Linked DNA regions of Mus musculus: region 1 is linked to region 2. A link is a contact called in public Hi-C data. All regions are on one chromosome and are shown on one strand. The core of a region is the stretch at or near the end of the contact, and the rest is flanking DNA. Distances in the headings are between cores, read along the strand shown.

The links. A called contact is a pair of places that touch in the nucleus more often than the background predicts.
Region 1: a Hi-C map of cerebellum shows a contact between it and region 2, with 2.8 times the contacts expected there. The contact joins the enhancer-like site here to the promoter of Kcnip4 in region 2. A contact is called at or near these places in 5 of 39 promoter capture datasets (the 3T3-L1 cell line, liver, second pharyngeal arch cranial neural crest and 2 more), 1 of 484 Hi-C or Micro-C datasets (cerebellum) and 1 of 115 datasets of contacts at active chromatin or transcription factors (neural progenitor cells).

What each region holds. Positions count from the first base shown.
Region 1 is chr5:49,814,617-49,819,090 of GRCm38.p6, reverse strand. No RefSeq gene overlaps it. Among named protein-coding and RNA genes, the nearest start is that of Gm40299, 210 kb to the right of the region's middle. Within about 2 kb of position 2,225, at least 2 of the 459 cell types and tissues checked have an H3K27ac peak or open chromatin away from gene starts, as enhancers often do. A contact at or near this core is called in cerebellum, where this site is marked.
Region 2 is chr5:49,523,092-49,528,226 of GRCm38.p6, reverse strand. Kcnip4 (Kv channel interacting protein 4) reads left to right here and starts at 3,323. Exons shown (of 9, transcript NM_001199242.1): 1 at 3,323-3,586. The coding sequence starts at 3,526.

The sequences.
Region 1 (4,474 bases), core at 976-3,475, 290 kb before region 2:
GAATTTGAGATAATCCATGTCGTTATGACTCTTCACCCCAAGCTCTTATCTGTGGTCGCAGTGTGGTTCTGGCTGTGTTAACTTTGTAAGCCATGTATTAGGTTTTCTCTTCTTATACCCAGCCTGCAGCTCCCCCTACAGAGGGTGATATATTTTGCTAGTGGCTAGAAAAATTTCAGAATGGGAAACCAGCGAAGATGATTCAGAGTGGCAGTAGAATAATTCTATTAGTATGCACTTTAGATTTGTGTGGAAATTTTATAGTGAAGGAAACACAACCTCAAGTGCCCTCAAAGATCTGAGTGATATGCAGAGCAGATAAAAGTTCGAGATTTGGGTAGGCAAAAGGTATATGAAATAGGTCATTAAGATCAGAAATGATGCACCTAACCCTGAAGAGACTGGAGGCCCCAGTGAGTTTAGAGGTCAGGTGGGATTATGTGTGTGTGGGGGGGGGTGTGTGGCAAGGACATATTTAATGATAAAGGATTTAAGAAAAAAAAAACATATGGAAGTGAGGGAATAGATGCTTGGTCATGGCCCCTGAATAGTTCCGACCTTTAGCCTTTTCTGCCTTTTACCTCCTCTCCTGGAATTGAGCTGAACGCCTCCCTGATGCATGATAGTTATTTGGGGATCCTGTTCTCTTTCCATATCAATACAATGAAAGCAGTAGTTGATAAATATTTCTATCCTATGACTCACAGCTACTTCTGTGAACTCCATCACTCTAGGTTAGTTTTTGTGTTTCTATCTGCGTAAATGTGTGTATTGTTCAGTAAGCCTGTGAGAAGACGGCTGCAAATGCATTAGCTGCTAACACCTCAATACTTCATATCAGTTATTACCTGTAGTTTTAATTTTTTATTTATTTGTATAAAATTTATATGAGATTATTGTCTGTCTTTGTGAATTGTAGGTATGTATGGGGGAGGTACATATCTATTTGCATTTTGTTTTAGATTTTATTTGTTGATGCTTTTTTGTTGTTGTTGTTGAGACAGTACCTTATTCTATATCCTATATTAGCATGAAAATCATAGTGACCCTCCTGCCTCAGATTCCCAAGTGCTGGGATTATAGATGGGAGCCACCATGTCCAGCACATGATTGTGTTTGTTTTCCAATTTATTCTAAGTGCCTGGCCTAGTGTGCCAAAGCCACACAGAAAACTAGTTGAAGGAAACACATTCCCAACTATCTGGACTCTGTTGCCTTTCCTTTTTGTAGGGCTCTCTTGCTTAAGTCTATCAAGGTCCTATAGCATCATTTATAGGACCAGTATCATTCATCCTAGCAAATTCACAGCACCAGGACCAGAGCAGAGGCAGCTTCATGCAGATGCAAATGAAGGGAAGTCCCATTCAAGGGACCATCCTGTTATCCCCTCCACTTCCCAGTTCTCACATACAGCTTGGGACTGTGGATTTTCTTAGCTGTCTCATCTTGTGGAGGCCAACACCAGTCTGTGGAAAGCTGTACGTCCCAGCTAGGCTTGTTTTTTTTTTTTTTTTGTTTTTTTTTTTTTTTTATTGCAGTTTCTACTCTTGGGTTAGCATTTCCTACTTAAATCCTCAGCACCCATTAGCACATCTCCACACTTGCTTTAGTGCAGATGCCCCAGGAGCATCCCAGGATCTGAGATTATATTGCAGAGTGTACGAAATTGGCTGACAACCACGTGTCCCTACTCCCAGCTACCTTGGCAACTCAAGAAGACTTGGAACTCAGCTAAGGTGTAGGTCAGGAAAATAATGCCTTGTTTTCTCACTTTCTTAAAGGGGGTGGGGGAGCAGCTATGGGGTTGGGAGAGGAACCATTTACAGCCAAGAAAGAAAGAGTTGCTTTTTTTCTTCTTCCCAGAACTTTTCCTTTTCTTTAAGCACATTAAAGCATACTTTATCTCTCCCTGTCCCTGCATTCTTTCAGACTGCTGTTTCATTTGGACACATGGATTCTTAGAGGCCAGCAAAGTTTAGCACAAAGGAAGCAGAGAGGGTAGATTGCAAGGGGCCTGCTGGCTTGGGCCACCTGCAGGAAGGCACCTAGGCAGAGTACAGAGACTCTTGCGGAAACAGAGCAGTGTGCCTGAAATCTAAATCAAAGGTGTTTATAAAAAGAATTCCCTCTTTTGGACCTGAGTTCTTCCCCTCCCTGCTCAGGTCCTGCTGTCTTCCTGCTGTCACCAGGCAAGGGCTCGCAGCCTATTCATGGTTTGAAAGGCAAAAAGCTTTAAATGGTAGCATCTTTTCTGGCTCAGATTGCTGATACCAGCTCTGCATGCAGGCCTCCCTCCTGGCCAGGGGCTATTTCTCTATAGTTTTATTACTGCTTCACGTTCCTTAAGAAAGAAAGAAAGTCTCTTATTTCTCCAGTATAATGTGTCCCATAGGAACCAACCTTAGCAATAGGCAGGAGAGCACATGTCACTTACAAGGTCCCCGAGCCCAGCCACCCATGACAAACAGCATAAGCATGTTGGTGTGTCCTTCTGGGCTTTTATTTTAGCATATGTAGAGTGGGAGCATAAGTACCCCATTCCCATTATTTCCATATTCTTTGGAAATTGAGGACTTCCCAATGTAATATTATGTCTGAATAAGATTCTTTTAAGGAAAAGCAAGGGAAAACATTGGGTACAGGAGAGGCATGAACAGAAGTCCACTCATTCTAATAGTGTTGCATCTCAGGAGCTTCCAGAGTGGCATTGGCTTATAGTAGTTCACATTTAGAAGCATCTATCAATTAGAAAGAGAAGTGATAATTCAGCAGCTGTCTGGGAATCACAACTTATTTCAATGAGATAAATCCTTCCAGTGCCTTCGGCTACACTGGTACTGCTCACCCTTAGTCACGTACTCTGAGAAGTCTGTCACTTAGCAGTGTCACCATGATGCAAACATGATAGAGGATGGATACATAAAATTAGGATGCGTCTGCCATTGCTAGATGACAGAAACAATCAATATCATATATGTAACCCACCATTGAGCTTGACTACAGCACAGTAATTGTATTTATGTCACTGCTTGCGCCATCTGCAGGAAGGCACCTTGGCAGAGCACAGAGACTCTTGTGGAAACAGTGCAGTGAGTGTGGCTGCAATCTAAACCACAGGTGTTTATAAAAAGAATTGCCTCTTTTGGAGCTGAGTTCTTCCCTTCTTGCCAACATGCATATATTGGCATCTGCATTCTCCAAGGGAGAAAGCAAACAAAGCGATGGGAGGTAGTTTAACAAAGTCCAAGGTGGAAAATAGTAATGTATCTCTCAATAGGCACATGTGGATCCATGCTTGAACCACTGCTGGGTTACAGCTCATAGCCAAACCTCCCAGAACTTGGGGTCAGCTGTGATTGGCCTAGATATGTAGAGTGGCTATGGCGTGCATGGTGACAGGGAGCTGATGTTGAGGTCCTCCTTCAGTATCCATTTGACTTTGAGAAGTTATTCTGTCTTTGTGAGTTCACGTGTTCCTTAATACATTGAGTAATGTGAAATTAGATTTTCTCCAAGATGCTTTCTGAGTTCCATATTCCATATATAGAGCAGAACCACATTAGACAACATTGAAGATACACATCAGCATATTCTCATGCCTTATCCAAGGCTAACACAGGGAGAGGCTGGCCATGAATGTATTGCTAACCTTGGACATATTATCTAGTTTCTCTGCCTCTGTGTTAAAGTCCTGTGTTAAAGGAGAATCTGAATAGAATAGGCAGCTTAAGAGTTGTTGCATCCTGGACATAGTATTACCGGTAGTTCCAGCAATACCTCTCCTGGGCATATATCCAGAAGATGTTCCAACTGGTAAGAAAGACACATGTTCCACTATGTTCATAGCAGCCTTATTTATAATAGCTAGAAGCTGGAAAGAACTCAGATGTCCCTCAACAGAGGAATGGATGCAGAAAATGTGGTACACTTACACAATGGAGTACTACCCAGATATTAAAAACAATGAATTTATGAAATTCTTGGGCAAATGGATGTGTCTGCAGGATATCATCCTGAGTGAGATAACCCAATCACAAAAGAAGTCACTTGATATGCACTCACTGATAAGTGGATATTTGCCCAGAAACCTAGAATACCCAAGATACAACTACCAAAACACAAGAAAATAAAAAAGGAAGACCAACACGTGGATACTTCATTCCTCCCTAGAATAGGGAATAAAATATCCATGTAAGGAGTTACAGAGACAATGTTTGGAGCTAAGATGAAAGGATGGACCATCCAGAGACTGCCATATCCAGGGATCCATCCCATAATTAGCCTGGCAAATACAGAAGTGGATGCTCATAGTCACCTATGGGATGGAACACAGGGTCCCCAATATAGGAGCTAGAGAAAGTACCCAAGAGCTGAAGGGGTCTGCAACCCTACAGGTGGAACAACAATATGAACTAACCAGTATCCCCAGAGCTTGTGTCTCTAGCTGCATTTGTAACAGAAGATAGCTTAGTTG
Region 2 (5,135 bases), core at 2,074-4,573:
TCTCACTGCACTTCTTCAGAACTTGCTGGACTTGGCCAACTTAACTTCTGTTTAAGCTTGCTTTTGTTTAAGCCTTGTTCTTAAATCAGCACAAAGTATAAAACATTTCCTCTTAGTGTGAGGTAAAATAGTGATCAAGAATTTTTAATAAAGTACTGGATACATAGTAAGCACTCAATCTATATTAAATACTCTAAGTTTTACTGTTACTGTATAAGCCCTGGTGCACAAAGGAGAACTGTGCTGAATGTAGGAAGCTATCAGAAATAACCAGTAAGTAATAGGCAATAATAGCTCAGAGCACAATGCGATAATTCCAGATGCTTGGACAATATTCCTTGGTTTATAAATAGATGTCATTTTCATTATTTTACTTGATTCTCACACTGACCTTGTGAAAAAGAAGTTCTTTTTAACAGCAGAAGAATTGAAACTGAGAAATGATTGGTGACTTTCTGGAAAAACTAGATGTGGCCTCATAGGGTTTTGTAAAGATTAAAAGAGGTGACGTTCATAGAAATCTGAGGTTAATGGCTGGGACATGGTTTACTTACCAGCTTTTGCATCTGGTTTTTATAAGTTCCCTAGAAGAGTAGTCTGGAGTTAGCCATAAAATGGGAATCTTTTTCATATATTGAGTTTGGAAGGCTAGCCATGATGGCTACAGCTTCTGAGGATGAATATTTCTTAAATATGGGACACATGAAAATCCAAGAAAGGGAAGCAAGACAGTTTACCCTAGACTTTCAGTACTAAGTATTAAAAATGACAGTAAAAACGGCAGCAAACAGGACTGAAGAGACAACTCAGTGGTTCAGAGTACTGACTACTCTTGCAGAGGACCCCATCTCCAACGCAGCATTCACATGGCAGACTACAACCATTTGTAATTCCATTTAAATCTCCAGGGGATCTGATACCCTATTCTAGACTCCATGGGCACCAGACATAACTGTGACACTTGCTCACACATGCAAGCAAACTCTTCATACACATGAAAAATGAATTAAAAACCAGTGGTAACAGAAGACAATCTTTCTGTATAATTTTTTTCTGAGACCAGCAGTTCATATACAGAAGTCAGACATGAATGTTTCAGTAACCCAGACCCCACAAATATTTTGGAGGCTTAATATATTGCAACTTCTCTCGGGTAGTGTCCATTTTAGATGACTTTGCTGGCGTATTTACAGCTAGTCCAGAGACGCACACATGGGACTGAAAGGAACTAATCCTCATTGAAAGGTCTTTCGAAGTATAGGAACACACAAAAAAGCATTCTGCACATTTTGCAGATGACAACTGAGTTGTGCATTTGTCCTGTTGTAAATAAAGAGGGTAAATCTATTCTAGAACCAGGAGATGCCTCCTTACCTTCTTTGGTTTCCTCAGGACACCATGTGGAGATGGTAGTGATAATGGTGATGGTGAGTACTCTCTTTATAGCATCTCTTACCGACCTCTTAGTATGTGCCAGAACGCTCCAAAGCACAATATGCATTGTATCTCATTTCTTCTTTGACAGAGGTTCACTGAGGCAGGCACTACCGTTTGGTCCATTTTTTTGAGTGAGAAAGGTTAGGATGCTCACTTTGGGCTCACCATTAAGATTTCCGTTCAGCCTGCTGAGCCCAAACCCACACATGAAGGTAGTTTTAGAAGTCAGTACAGAGAAAAGAATGGAGTTGAGAACTGGAGAGGTAGTGAGCCTCTGCAGAGGCCGGGTTGTGCTCATTTGTGATAAAGGTTGCTAGTGGGAAGCTTGCTTTGAGATTATTGAAGTCCTAAGGTGCCACATGACCAGAATGAAATAGTAGAACCTGCTAGGAAGGACAGAGAGGAGACTTCTTAGGAGGAGGTAAGGTGCACACACCATTTAGAAATTTATGTACTTGACTCAGTAGAAGTTTAAATTGCACGCTATCTAGTCCGGTGTCCCTCCTGTCCTATTACTCCGCCCACTTCTCTCGCTCCAGCCAATAGCATCCTCCTCCAACTGGGCTGCCCTCCCACTTGCTCTCCGTAAATTTGCCCTTACTTCTACTATTTTCCTTAAGTCACACGGAGTAGATTTCAGCTCGTGTAAGTAGGTTAGATAAAGATGAGTATGGAGGCAATGCAGATGTTGGGATTTTGTCCGCAACCAGCATGGAAGGCATCACAGGGCTTTCCAATGAGTCACTTCAGGGACTAGGGGTGAAAGGAAGGACAAGTGACAGTTGAATCCTAGCTGGAGAAAGGGACAAGGTTTTACGGTGATGTGTAATCAGGCAGGTGTAGGGAGAAAGAATGACTTTCCAAACAATTAGGCCTTTCCACCATGTCAGGGTCTATTGACCTTGCAGCTGAGAGTGCAAACGAACAAATGTTAAGCAGCTTTGCGGGCCCACAGAACCGGTCAACTCGACCTTTCTTTTTAAAGGAGGCAATATACACTTCACTTCTTCCGGCAGAGAAGCCTGTGTTTTAATGCTCAGCTCTCTCCGTCCAACAGTAACCATGGCCACAAGTGGTTTATTGGGTTGTTTTCTGTCTTTCTCGGGCATTGCTGGCCTTGGTTTGCTTAGAGAAACAAGCAGCCATGGGTGATGAAATCCCCTGGGATCTCAGCCATCCCTTCCAACAGAGTGTCCTCCAGTGAAATGTCCGTTTGAAGAAGGCGCTTGTGGGAAATGTCTCCTAGTCAGCTCAGCTGCTCTGTGTAATGTGCTGTGGTCACCTTGGCCTTGTCTAGGCAGTGTCTAGAAGTCACATTCTCCAACCTCTCTCTCAGTCTCATGACTGAGTTGTACTTGGGAAGTTTCCTGTCTAGGAGTTGCTGGCACTCTGCCTGGTTCCCAGAAGGGCATCTCCTTGCCTTCTGGTGTCCTTCGAACTCAGGGCAGAATCTGACCCTCTAGGGACCCTGCAGTAAGTTTCTTTGCCAAAGACTTCTTGAGCCAGCCTTGAGCCAGGCTCTATGTGAAGCAGAAAGGGGTCGCAGTGGACCCTCAGATAATCCATTGGAAAATCTCAAAAGATGCCTTTTTTAGCCTTAAGCCGCTTCAGCTCTCTCTCTCTCTCTCTCTCTCTCTCTCTCTCTCTCTCTCTCTCTCTCTCTCTCTGTGAGTCTGCTGTCACCTGAGGCACTGCTACAGCCTCCTCCACTTTCTCCTTTAGTGACTTGGCAGCAGGTGGCAAAGGAGGTGCCAAGCGTGCCAGGGACGGGGGGGGGGCGCCTCGCTCTGTCTGGCGGTACAGCGCACCGACTTCTCAGCGGCGGGTGTCCTGGCCCCCACCACCGGCATAGCTCTGCCACCCAGAGTGGCACAGCGCCCCCGGCGCCCCCCGCCGGCCTCCGCCTGCACCTGCAAGGCTTCGCGCGCCCTGCCTGCCGCCGCCGCCGCCGCTGCCGCTGCCTCCAGCTCCCAGCGTCTTGGTCGCCCAGGACAGAGTGGCTGTGCGCTCCCGTAGCGGACCCATCGCCAGACGCCCCTGGGTCAGTGGACTCTAAGAGTGTCGCTCCGGCATCCAGTGTCCTTAAAGATGAACGTGAGAAGGGTGGAAAGCATCTCGGCTCAGCTGGAGGAGGCGAGCTCCACAGGCGGTAGGACGCGATGGGCTTTGGAGCGGGCGTCCCGCTGGCACTGTCCTCCCCTCGCTGTGATCCCGTGCCCCTTCCACGCTGGGGGCGGGGGGGCGCTTGTTGCCACCGCTGCATGAGAGAGAGTGAGGACCCAGGAGGGATTGGGAAAGGGAGGTGGGTGTGGGGGCATGGGAGAGCCAAGGAGTGGGGGGTGCATGGCAGGGTCTAGGAGGGAAAGAAAAAAAAATGCTTGAAGTGTGTTTGAAACTCGCTAGTGGTAGGGTCCGTCGCGATGCCGAGCGCGTACTTTTTGCCTTCCCTGAAAATTTCTGAGGTTGTGATTTGCTTTTACCAGATGTCATTCACAAGCACACTTCCTTCCCCTAACACCTGGGGATAAATGAGTCAAAATGGTGTTGATCCACCCCCTCCACACTTCCTTGATGCTCCCGAACACTTCACTAGAACTCTATTTTGATCGGCTGGTTAATACACAGACGGGATGTTGCCCACATCAGAGCCTTTTGCAGGCACGCTTGTCTTGTTCTATAGCTACCTTCAATTTAGTGTGTTGGGAGAAAATGTTCTTCAGTGACACTTGGAAATAATTTTTATATAGTACAGCCTTGAAAAGGTACTGGACACTCTGCATGGAGTCTGTCTCACAGGGAAATAAGCGGAGATAGAAACTGTTCTCTGAATTTAGCGGGATGCGAGGCAGAACCGATGTCCTCCCCACAGAGCATCTTGGGTTCCATCGGTTTGTTTTTAGATGGCTTTCATGTGTACAGATTTTTTTTCTTCTTCTTCTTTTTAAGAGGACCCTAAATAGAATCAAGGTGGTTGTGGAATCAATGTGAGCGAGGAAGATTATATAAGCTACGGAGTCACTCGTGTTTTGGCTTTACGGGGTCAGAAATGTGGCCTCACGAGAGATAAAGTTGTAAGAAAGTAGATTTTTAATGTAATTCCTTTATTACTTCTGGAAACAGCCACCTGAACAACTTAGTCCAGCAGTACTCTGAAATACATTGGTATAAGACATGGACATTCACCGGTACTTTTCCTCTGAGAGATAAACTCACTGTAACTAGGAGGGTACTTGTCTCATTTGAGTGTAAAATTTATAAAGTCTTAGTGCTTCGTGGGCTCTTGAACACTAACATGACTGCTACCACCAGCACTCTAAAGTTTACCTCTGATGGCATTGGCTCAGAGTAGCAGTTGCCTACCTTTTAATGACCCAGTACACCTTTCATGGGGTAGTCCATGAAAGGTATGTGCAATATTTAAGCGACTGAAATCTCTCCTTTGTTTTACTTTTTAAAATTTTTTTTTGTCAGAATGACACTTTCAGTGTAAGAGGAAGGTGATAGGTTGAGAGGACAGCGTCGTGTCTTTGCAGTTCTGTGTGATCATCTCAGTCCCCTCTAGGAGAGCCTGTGTGCCCAAGGCTCAGGAGGAATGAACTCAGATCTGGGACAGGCTGTGGGGACACAGTCTCTGGAGTTGGTGGCTGTTCAATAGGAACAGTTCTCTACTGGGGCCAATCAGTGAGATGGGGAATGAA